Regions from separate parts of the Zea mays genome. Here region 1 is linked to region 2. The links are chromatin contacts, called in public Hi-C maps. All regions are on one chromosome and are shown on one strand. Each heading gives the region's core, a stretch centred on a gene start, on an enhancer-like site or on the middle of the called end of the contact. The rest is flanking DNA. Distances are from core to core; before and after follow the strand shown. Region 1 holds the start of LOC103647104 (phosphatidylinositol 4-phosphate 5-kinase 6). Region 2 holds the start of LOC100383038.

Evidence for each region. A called contact is a pair of places that touch in the nucleus more often than the background predicts.
Region 1: a Hi-C map of ear shows a contact between it and region 2, with 2.6 times the contacts expected there. The contact joins the promoter of LOC103647104 here to the promoter of LOC100383038 in region 2. A contact is called at or near these places in 2 of 25 Hi-C or Micro-C datasets (ear and tassel).

What each region holds. Positions count from the first base shown.
Region 1 is chr2:150,327,993-150,333,555 of Zm-B73-REFERENCE-NAM-5.0, forward strand. LOC103647104 (phosphatidylinositol 4-phosphate 5-kinase 6) reads left to right here and starts at 2,631. Exons shown (of 8, transcript XM_008671655.4): 1 at 2,631-4,198; 2 at 4,392-4,559; 3 at 4,673-4,838; 4 at 4,954-5,076; 5 at 5,177-5,370; 6 at 5,529-5,563. The coding sequence starts at 2,658.
Region 2 is chr2:150,146,212-150,152,000 of Zm-B73-REFERENCE-NAM-5.0, forward strand. It overlaps LOC100383038, which reads left to right and starts at 3,148. Exons shown (of 1, transcript NM_001175715.1): 1 at 3,148-4,592. The coding sequence starts at 3,459. The coding sequence ends at 3,869.

The DNA of each region.
Region 1 (5,563 bases), core at 1,381-3,880, 180 kb after region 2:
TCAACCTGGCGGGTTTTTCTCTCGGGGGTATAAAAAAGTTGTATCCATGCCCATGATCCCGCATTAGATATATACACTCACATTGGATATATACACACACACAATGTATGTATGTATGTATGTATGTATGTATGTATGTATGTATGTATGTATGTATGTATGTATGTATGTATGTATGTATGTATGTATGTACGTACGTACGTACGTACGTACATACGTACATACCCACGGGTCTGTGATACCCACGGGTAGCAGGTAAGAGTGGTGCGTGTTTAACACTATCCTCGCGGGTACGAGTTTATAAACCCTATACCTGCGGGTTTCAAACCCATTACCATCTCTAATCTGCTCCTGATTTAGTTGGTCTAAAAAATAATATGCCGTCTTTATTGGTGATTTTATCAAGTTTAGCTAGATTTACATGTTCAGATTCAAGTATGAATTCTTTTAAAAATTGTTGAATTTTAGAATGTGGTTGAATGTCACTTCAACACCAAAATCGTTGGTGTACAAACTAATCAGGGTGGCGAGTATTTAGCGTTTGAACTTGTTTTTCACCAAAATAGGCATCACATATCTAGTGTCATGTTCCCATATTCATCAACAAAATGGTTGTGCTGAAGTGCTAAAGTTAAATATATAGTTATAGCCAACACCTTTATGTGGGTGTAGTTCTATAAAAGCTAAAGATTTCTTGTCCTCTTGCTGCAATGATTTAGTGTGAAACTGTTAGAACAACCTATATTATAGTTAATCTAATGTTAATATTGAATTTTTATTTTTATGAGAGAAAGAGTAGGCAGATAACTTTTGGAGATCAAAATCATATCTACAAAATATTAAGTTGCAGATGGCTTTACCAAAGCACTAACTATGTAGAAGTTGGCTTCGTTTAGGGATAGTCTTGTGTAAGTTATGATTAAGGGAGAATGTTAGAGTAGAATGTGCTTGTATATCATGCTACAACTATGACCATATCAGATCAGTGGTTTGCACGGTTGTTTTATAATAGAGGAAGACCTTAACCTACTCTGGTTAAAGATAGCATAGAATCAAGTTAATTTGACCTAGAGACAGTAAAGATATAATAGAAGATGATCAAGGTAATTGTTCCTGAGTCAGACTCGCTCTCATGTTGTAATTTGCTAGCACTATTCTGCCTATATCTACTTAAGGGGTGTTTGATTTGTAGAGTCAATCTATTCTAGATGAGGTGGTGCATCATGAGTCCATTTCATAAATTTAGTGGAATAAACTCATTCCTCGTATTATTATTAATTATAAGCCTATGAGGAATGAAGTTGTGATGGATCAATCTATTCTAGGGATGGCAATTGGACCCATGGGTATGGATACCCACGGGTTTCATACCCGGTGGACATGGATACGGGTTTGAAATCTCACCTGTGGATCCTATCGGGTCGAGTACCCGAAATACGTCGGGTAGGGTACGGATAGTATATTTTACCCATGGATATCCACTGGATACCCGAAATATTAATTCATAATTTTACATGTTGTGTTTTTCAGTTTTTGGCCCATGAAGCAAAGAAAAGAAGCCCAATTCAGTGAACCGGCTAAGGGCTAACCCTAACTCCCTAACCTAAGTTCCCTTCCCTTCCCTACGCCCACCCCGCGAGGCCACCACCCGTGACCTGCTAGCCGCCATCGCCCTGCCCCTGCGCCCAGCGCCCCTGCCCTGCCCCTACGCCAGCGCCCCAGGCCCCAGCCGCCACTCCCAGCCGGCCAGCCCCGCCCAGCCGCCACCAGTCCAGCCCGCTGCGGTGCTCCTGCCCCGAGCGGCCGAGCTGCGGCTGCGGCCTGCGCCCCTGCGGCGTCCTCGAGGCCCGACCGCCCAGCTGCGCCTGCGCTCCTCGGCTCCTGCGCCGTCCGCCCGTCACCGAGGCCCGCGCGTCCACCGGATACCCGATACCCGACGGATACCCGTTGGGTACGGGTATGTGTCCATTTTACCCAATTGACTTGGTGGGTATGGATATTTGTATAAGGGTCGAGTATGACATCGGGTCAGGTATTATCATACCCGAACACAACCCGACCCGCTGCCATCCCTAATCTATTCCATTCTACAAACCAAACAAAAAAAGAAGAGGGTGAGAAAAATGATAGATTATCTTATTTCTCAAACTGAACATGCCATAGTCTTCCTCGACTTAATACGCCAGGATAAATAACTTAAACTTGGTGTTGTGTTTTGTTACAATTATTAGGCTTGCTCTAATAAAGATTTCAATTTTATTGTTCCTCCCAGCATCACAGCTGGACCATTAATGTCAGAGAGACAGAGACAAGTATAGTATCAGTCTCTGGAGAAAGACAAATGCCACAAACACAATGTAGGTCTACAGCCTAGCCTAATGGAGAGGAGCTGTTTGACCCGCGTGTCGCACAGGGCTAACTCCAAAGCTCAGGTCAACGAGCTGCTGCTGGTCTGGAGGACAGCAACTGATGCCTTTGCCGTGCCATGGAAAGAATTGAAAAGGTATCAACCATCTGCTGGCCTGGAAAAAGCTTGGAGCAGGAAGAGAGAAATGGTGGCATGGCAATATGGCATGCATTCCCATGCGCAGTGCACAACACAATGCCTGGACTGGATTCAATTCAACGGCCGAGGCGCTGCCTCCGCTTCCCTCCAAATGTTGCGCTCCCGAGCTCTCCTCGGCAGCCTCCCACCCCCGAGTCGCCCCGACAACTCCTCCCAGCCTCCAACCACCGAGAGCGTAGAACTCGTAATCCAAGGCCAGCGCGCGCACGCCATTGCCTCGCCCCGTCCCGCTCCGGCGCCCCCCCACCGCCAGCATGCACAGGCTCGCCCCGCCCCGGTCGTGCTGAGACGACGTACCTATACTATACACATACACACGGACACACCAAACGACGCCAACGTGGCGACGTCGGCGAGGAAGATGAGCCAGCTCCCCGCCCCGGCCAGCCGGCTGTGGGAAGCGAGCATCCGCAAGCTCCAGACCATCCGCCGCGCGACGACAGCCACAGGGCCCGCGGCCGACGGCGCCGATGGCGGGGCCGCCCTCACGCCCAGTCTCCTCTCCATCAATTCCTCCTCCGCGTCCAGCACTATCTACCAGTACCACCACGAGGACGGCGAGGACAGCGACACGAGCACCGATGGCGGCAACGATTCGGAAGCCGGCGAGGACGAGGACGCCGGCGAGCCCACGCACGCGGAGCAGCTGCTGCCCAGCGGGGACTTCTACCAGGGCGACCTGCGCGGGGACCAGCCGCACGGCGCGGGCAAGTTCCTCTGGACCGACGGCAGCATGTACGAGGGCTCCTGGCGCCGCGGCCGCGCGTCCGGCCGCGGCAAGTTCTCATGGACCTCGGGGGCCACCTACGAGGGCGACTTCGCCGGCGGGTACATGCACGGCCAGGGCACCTACATCGGCGAGTTCGGGGACACCTTCGCGGGGCTCTGGGCCAACAACCTCCGCCACGGCCGGGGCACGCAGGCGTACGCCAACGGCGACGTGTACGACGGCCACTGGCGCGACGGCCTGCAGGACGGCCACGGGCGCTACATCTGGCGCCACGGCCACGAGTACATCGGCACCTGGAGGGCCGGCGACATGCACGGCTGCGGGACCGTGATCTGGGCGGACGGCGACCGCTACGACGGCGCCTGGGAGGACACCAGGCCCAAGGGCCAGGGCACGTTCCGCTGGGCCGACGGCGGGATGTACATCGGCACCTGGTGCGAGGAGGCCGGCGCCGTGCACGCCGACGGCGTCTACTACCCGCCGTCCGGTGGCCCCGCGGTGCCCGTGCCCCGCGAGCCCTGCGACCCCATCACGGCGCTGCTCCAGGAGCTAGAGGTGTGCGAGGGCAAGACGGCGTCGCTCATGCCGTCGCAGAAGGTCCTCACGTGGCCCGGCGTGGAGGCCGTGCAGAAGAAGCCGGTGTGGCGCCCGCCCAAGGTTAGCCTTGACCAAGGCAGGAGGTCCAGCGTGAGCAGGAGGAGCAGCGCGTCGCTGGACCTGGACATGCTGCAGCCGGCCGCCGCCGAGGGTGGCGAGACCGAGGAGGTGCGCGCGGACAGGTCGTGCCTGCGGACGTCGTCGTGCATGCGCACGCCGCCGAGGCCGGGCAAGAAGCAGGGGGAGACCATCTCCAAGGGGCACAGGAACTACGAGCTCATGCTCAACCTGCAGCTTGGCATCAGGTGTGTAAGTGTTCTACTCTGCTTCGTCTTGGACTGTATGCCATTGCACTTTCGCGATTCGCACGCTACATATTTATCTCCTGATCATCTGACATTTGCAGGCTATATATTTTATCTTCTGATCATCTGAATCATTGCTGCCTTTCCGAATCTGATTCAAATCATTGAATTGAATTTGAAATTTGGAACACAGGCACGCTGTTGGTAGGCAGTCAGCGCCAAATACGCTGGATCTCAAGTCATCGGCATTCGATCCAAAAGAGAAGATATGGACAAGGTTTCCTCCCGAAGGATCAAAGCATACTCCTCCTCACCAGTCCTGCGATTTCCGGTGGAAAGACTACTGCCCCCTGGTTTTCAGGTCTTCCGATCAATCAATACTGACAGAGACGCTGATGATGATCTCTTGGTTCTTTGCATTGACGAAGTTAACTGATCTGATACCGCTGCTGCTTCCTTTGCACTTTGATCCAGGACTCTGCGCAAGCTCTTCGACGTCGATCCAGCAGACTACATGATCTCCATTTGCGGGGACGAGGCGCTCCGGGAACTGTCGTCTCCTGGTAAGAGCGGGAGCTTCTTCTACCTCACGAACGATGACAAGTACATGATCAAAACGATGAAGAAGGCAGAGGTTAAAGTAAGCTCATTTGATCCATGCATCCAAACTAGTTTATTAAACGTTGAAAAAAAACTTAGTTTGCGAGTTACATTATTATGATTGAACTTGCGTTTTCCTTTTCTCATGCGAACAGGTGCTCCTTAGGATGCTTCCAGCCTACTACAAACACGTCCGCTTTTTCGAAAACACTCTGATCACTAAATTCTTCGGCCTGCACTGCGTCAACGTCAAGCTTACAGGAGCTATCCAGAAAAAGGTCAGGCTGCGACCAGCAACCTGTAATATAAATTTCACATAATTTAAATCCAGCAGCATCAGTTCCTAACCCACCCGTGAAATCTGATGGACTATTACAGGTCCGGTTTGTTATAATGGGGAACCTTTTCTGCTCCAGCTACGCGATCCACAGGCGCTTCGACCTGAAAGGGTCCTCGCATGGTCGCATGACTGACAAACCCATCGATCAGATCAGCGAGCACACAACGTTGAAGGATCTCGATCTTAATTTCATCTTCCGGCTGCCAGGGACCTGGTTTGAGGAATTCTGCAGGTGGACAGCAAGTTACTGTACTACTGGATATATATGCCTTCATGCTTGTTGCTTTAAGAATGAGAACTATGTTACCAAAAACTGTTTCAAAATCACAGCTGAATTGAAAGAAACCCAAGAATTCCGTGCAGTAGCTAATGGCTTGTATCTCCTTGCAGGCAAGTGGACAAAGACTGCGAATTACTGGAGGCGG
Region 2 (5,789 bases), core at 1,898-4,397:
GGATCCATCTCTTTGGGCGGTTAGTCCCTGTCACACCCAGTTTTAGAAGGCAAACCGAATGCGAACCATGTACGTGCCAGGATCAGCAATTCACGTACACAGCAGTTACATAACTGGACATCATCACACAGTGCTCAAATAATGACATAAAAGAGGGTATAATAGTCGATTACATCATGATGTCCGAGACATCCACATAGTCTTTAACAATAATCAAAGTGCGGAAAATAAACGTAGATACACACGGCCTACACAGGTAGCCGACTGGGGGTTTGCCGCTAACCCATGCCTAGAACTCATCGTACTCTTGGAACTCCTGGAAGTCCTCCTCCACGACTTCATCTTCACCTGAGCAGTGGTTGCAACGCTGACAACCTAGGGGGGTTGGTGTGTAAAGCAAGGGTGAGTACACATCAACATACTCAGCAAAATGTCCCGTTTGGCTGTAGTGGACTAGCTTTATGTGGAGTTAAGTCAAGCAGTTGCTTTTAGTTGGTCAGGTTATTATTTACTAGTAGAAAGCTAGCTTTTAGCATTAACCCAAGTTATTAACCCAATGTATCCTTTCCAAACAGAAAGAATACCACTTACCATTACCATAAGCATAATCATAACCATCATCCTCATCACCACCTATAAACCATACATCTCTGATCAAGTATCTCTAATCAATGGAGCTCCCTTGGCCGCTCATAACCGCGAGCACGGCTGATATATCCGTTTCATAACACTATGTAGAGGTTGCGCACTTTACCCACAAGCCGTGATTCCCTCTTGCCTAGGGCCGATCAAACCCTTAAACACTACCAAGGTGAATATGCAGGGTCTCACTATGTAGCCTTTACAAAGATTTCCTGGGGCTGTAGCCACCCGTTAAGTTTCCTAAATGCATCGAACTCCTCCCCAAGGGGCGAACCAACCTTGGCAGAGCGAGCTGCATACACCAAGCCCTATTAACGGCACGACAGCGAAGCGAACTACACCCCAGCTCCTCTAATTACTCAGCTAAGAGCGTCCCACTCCACCCTCATGGTTGCACTGTTTTCCCGGACGGTCATCCAACGAACAGGTCCTTACGGAGAGGCACTCGAGAAACAACTCGAGTCCCCTTAAGGGCCACAAGTACCATCATCATAATCAAAAAGGAAAACAGCGTATCATAGATAATCTCATCATGTTCATTGATTAATGTGAAGCGCTAGCATAAAGCTAAACTGAAATAACCCAACCAGAATAGGTAAACAAGGACAAGATAGACAAAAACTAGTCAATCCTTAGGTATAAATGTGTAAATGCGGGAAGTGAATTATAAGAATTAGTAGGACATAGATGGGTCAAGGGACACTTGCCTTCACCAACCGATTGCTGCTCAAGGTCTTCACCTGCAACTCCTTCGGACTCCACCAACTGACCGTTATCTATACGAGTTCAAGCATACATTCCACACATTTCATACAAATGAACAGTACACCATACAATGGAAGGCAATAAATAAACAGACGTTCGACGCAGGGCTCGCACTTACGACTAAGCGAGAAAGAGAAAGTAACGATCGAGGCTACGGTCGAGAAGCAATCACGTTACACAATTATAAATTAAAATACTCGTCTAAATAGGATGGTATTAATTTAGCCATTGCGTTTAGAATAAGGTAAAGTCATGTTCCATATTTAATCATTATAAGCAGATAAAGGTGAATTAAAGGAAATGGTCGCGCGGCGAGACGCGCGACACAGCATTTAAATTGAATTAAGAAATAAACGACTCCTCACGCGATAGAGCGCACAACGAGACACTTGCAATAATTATAAAGAGACATTAGGCGTCGCGCGACGAAACGCACGACGGCATACGTCAACTGAACTGAATTTAAAACGAAATGTCGCGCGACGAAGCGCGCGACACAGATCATTAACAAAGATGAACTTAAATTGAATCGTCGCGCGACGAAGCGCATGACACAACACATCGACTAAACTAAAATTGAAAAAGGGATAAAGTTGAAAGTCGAACGCTGCGCAACTATAGTTGCGCGCGCGTCGGGGGCACACGAGGCCACGATGGGGCACGCGAGAGGGCTGCCAAGGCGCACGGCTGCCGGGGCACGAGGCGCGGGGGCCGAGCGCGCGGAACGCGGACGCCGGGGCACGGGGCCGGACGCGCGGGACGCGGGCGCGGGGGGCGAGCCGCAGGGGGTGCGCGGGGCCGCGGGGCACTAGGCCGCCGGGCGCGAGGCAGGGCCGCCGGGGAGGGCGTGGGGCGAGCCGCCGCAGAGCGCGGGCGCGCAGGGGCCACGAGCGCGGGGGCCTCAGGCGAGGCCGCCGGGGCGAGCCACCGCCAGGGCGCGGACGCGCGAGGCCACGGGGCCGCGAGCACGTAGGGGACGCGCACAGGGAACCCGCGCAGGGGAAAAGGAAGGGGAGGGGGAGGAGGAGAGAGAGGGAGAGGGAGAGGGAGAGGGGAGCTCACCTCGGGGTCCAAATCCGGCGATCACCGTCTCCAAAACCTAGGGCACCACGGGGGGAGAGAGAGAGGTTGCTGCGCGGGAGAAATCAAATGAGAGGAAGGGACCAGGGGGGCGCGCATGGGGAAGGGCACGGGTGCCAGGGGCGCGCCGGGCCGGGCCGGGCTGGGCTGGGACGCACCGCGGGCCAAAACCCCGTGGCACGCACAACCACAGATCGGGAATCAATCCACGAAGCAAAATCTGAAACGGAACTAAGCAACGCACACGATTAAGCACGAAATCAGACAAAGAAATATGATTCGGCATGATGCAACACTCATGACCACTTAGGTTTTGTTTACACATGACACGGACACCAGTCGCTATATTGCTTTGAAATTGGGAAGAAGGAGCGAAACAGGAAAAGAAAAGAGAGTAACGCCTGAATTTGGTGAGTAAAAAGAGGAAAAAATTCTACCCCTAAATTCAGGGCGTTACAGTCCCTTAGATGAAGAGTACGGCTCTGATACCAATTGAGAACACCTAGAGGGGGGTGAACAGGTGATCCTGTAAAATTCAACACTAAATTCTAACAAGCTTGATTAAGGAGATATTAGCGCAAGTTTAATCAAGTCTATGAGGCGAGCTCTTGCGAACACAAATAATCACAGAGAGAGCAATCACAAGAGACACACGACTTTATCCCGTGGTTCGGCCAAGTAACACTTTCCTACTTCCACGTTGTGGCGTCCCAATGGACGAGGGTTGCACTCAACCCCTTTCAAGTGATCCAATGATCAACTTGAATACCACGGTGTTTTCCTTAGAGTATTTTCCCGCTTGCGAGGAATCTCCACAACTTGGAGTCTCTCGCCCTTACAACAAGAATCACAATAAAGGCACAGAGTAAGGTTGGGAGAAGCAAAACACGCAAGACTCAAATACGCAGCACACCCACGCACACAAGTGAAGACTCGAGCTCAAATGACAACACAGGGAGTTCGCGACTCGAATGGAGCTCAAATCTCTAACACAACAAAGCGAATGCGCGGGAGTAGAGTTTGGATGCCTTAGAATACTTAGTGAATGCTTGGATTCCTCCTCCATGCGCCTAGGGGTCCCTTTTATAGCCCCAAGGCAGCTAGGAGCCTTTGAAGACCAACAAGGAAGGCTATCCTTGCCTTCTGTCGAGTGGCGCACCGGACAGTCCGGTGCGCGATCTCCTTCCAAAAATGGCATATTCGACCGTTGCTCCTCTGACCATTGGAGCAGTCCACATGTCGCGCGAAGATTGCGCGGCCGACCGTTGGTGCAGGCAACTGTTGGCTCATCGGACAGTCCGGTGAATTATAGCCACGTCGCCCCTTTGCTTTTTCCGAGGGCAACGAGTTCACCACGGATGACTCATCGGACAGTCCGGTGAATTATAGTCGTACGCCGCCGTCGAATCCCGAGAGCGGCATTTTCACCGGAGACCAGCCTGGCGCACCGGACAGTCCGGTGTGCCAGGCCGAGCTGGACTTCGGCTGCACACAGCCAAGTCTTTTGCAATTCGTTTCTTTTCTTCTCTACTCTGTTTCTAACACTTAGATAAATACATTAGTATACAAAAACCAATTACTAAGTCTAGAAACATATCTTGTTATATAATTTGCACTTTTTGCTTGTTTGTCACATAGCAGCTCATTTACTATGTGTTAGCCATTTAATCACCAAAACATTATAGAAATGGCCCAAAGGCACATTTCCCTTTCAGATCCGACGACCCTGGGTCATCACCCACCAGGATACCGACCCAGCCCACACGGCGGACCCAGCCCATACACCGGAGTACTGCATGCCACAAATCACATGCCTATAACCCAATTCGAGCGCTGCTACTTGATGCAGGGGACAAGGCAAAGCTAGAAGAGGATTTTCTTACCACGAATTATGGCGCAGAGACAACCGCCCATGGTGCAGCGCGACCCAGATGCAAGAATCGGACGTCGGCGACCAATCGAGGGTTCCCCCGATCCTAGCTCCGCCCACCAAAGCTCCGTGCAGGTTCACGACAACCAGGCAGAGCCCCTCAACCAACAATGCCCCCCCCCCCCATTTTACGCACACGCGGATTTCTCTCAATCCCAGCTCCGACGGAAGACTCTTGAAGGCACGGTGACGGAACCACGGCCGCACCAGAGCTTTTATAAGCCTTAGAAACGGGGCGACAGGGACGGAGTCCGCATCCTAACAACCTAGCACCAAACCTCCCCAAGAATCTCAGTGCGACCCCGCGCAATTGACTGGGTTCAGTATTCCTCCGGTTGTTGCGAAGCGGCGAGAAAGACGGGGACGACGCCGACCCGACGGCCCTACACGGCAGTGGCCGGGTACACAAGAGCGTGCGGATTCACAGACAAAAGGGCCCCGCGAGCCAGTGGTCGCCGGACGATCCCGCGCGCTCGAGAAAGTAGACGACGAACGGGTCCCATACTCCCATAGCGCAGCGACCCAACTCCGTGGCCTCACGCGGACACGTTAGAAACCTGCCAGGCGGGGTCCGCGCAGCAGTCACAGGGGAGGGCGCGCGTGAAAGGTAGCGGCAGGCGGGAGACATGCAAATGGGCCGAGCGTCGCTAGATCCGACCCAGGTGGGGTTTTCTATTTTCTCTATTTCCTTTCTTTTTATTTCCAAATTTCAAACTAAAATTTAAACTCTGGTTTTGAACTTCAAATTTTCAAGTGGCAGAAATAATCCAAATGTGAATATTAACTCTACTGTTTACACTACTACTATTTATTCTACTCCGTATTATTTATTTATGGAAGGAATAAATAATTTTATTAAAATTTCCTTTCTCATTTTCTGTTTTATACCTTCATTTATAATTTGAGGTCAAATTTAAGTTATGATTCCTTATTTCAATAAAATGCTTCACAACAAATTCATAAGCATGGAGTGCTCAATCCCTTATTTATTTAACACTTTATCCTTCCCATTATATGCCTCTAGATATTATGATAAAACACATGAAGCAATATCTTGTTTGGGAAAATATTTTCTAATGTAAACTACACCAAGATATGTTTTTAGCTTGATTTTTTAGAGAATACTTTTAATTTGATAGTGGGATAACTAACTTCATATGGGTACCTTTTATTGAACTCTTTATTAGGAGGGATATGACTTCAATAGTTTTTAAAAAATATATATTCTAACTCAAAATCTTTGGAAAATTTTACCTAATCGTAAAAAATGAGATTTCGAGGTGTTACAGCCTAACACACGAAAGTGACCTTACTCATTTTAATTTTTTGATCGACCTGCCTCATGGCTATTAATTATGGCAGTTTTTCTCTC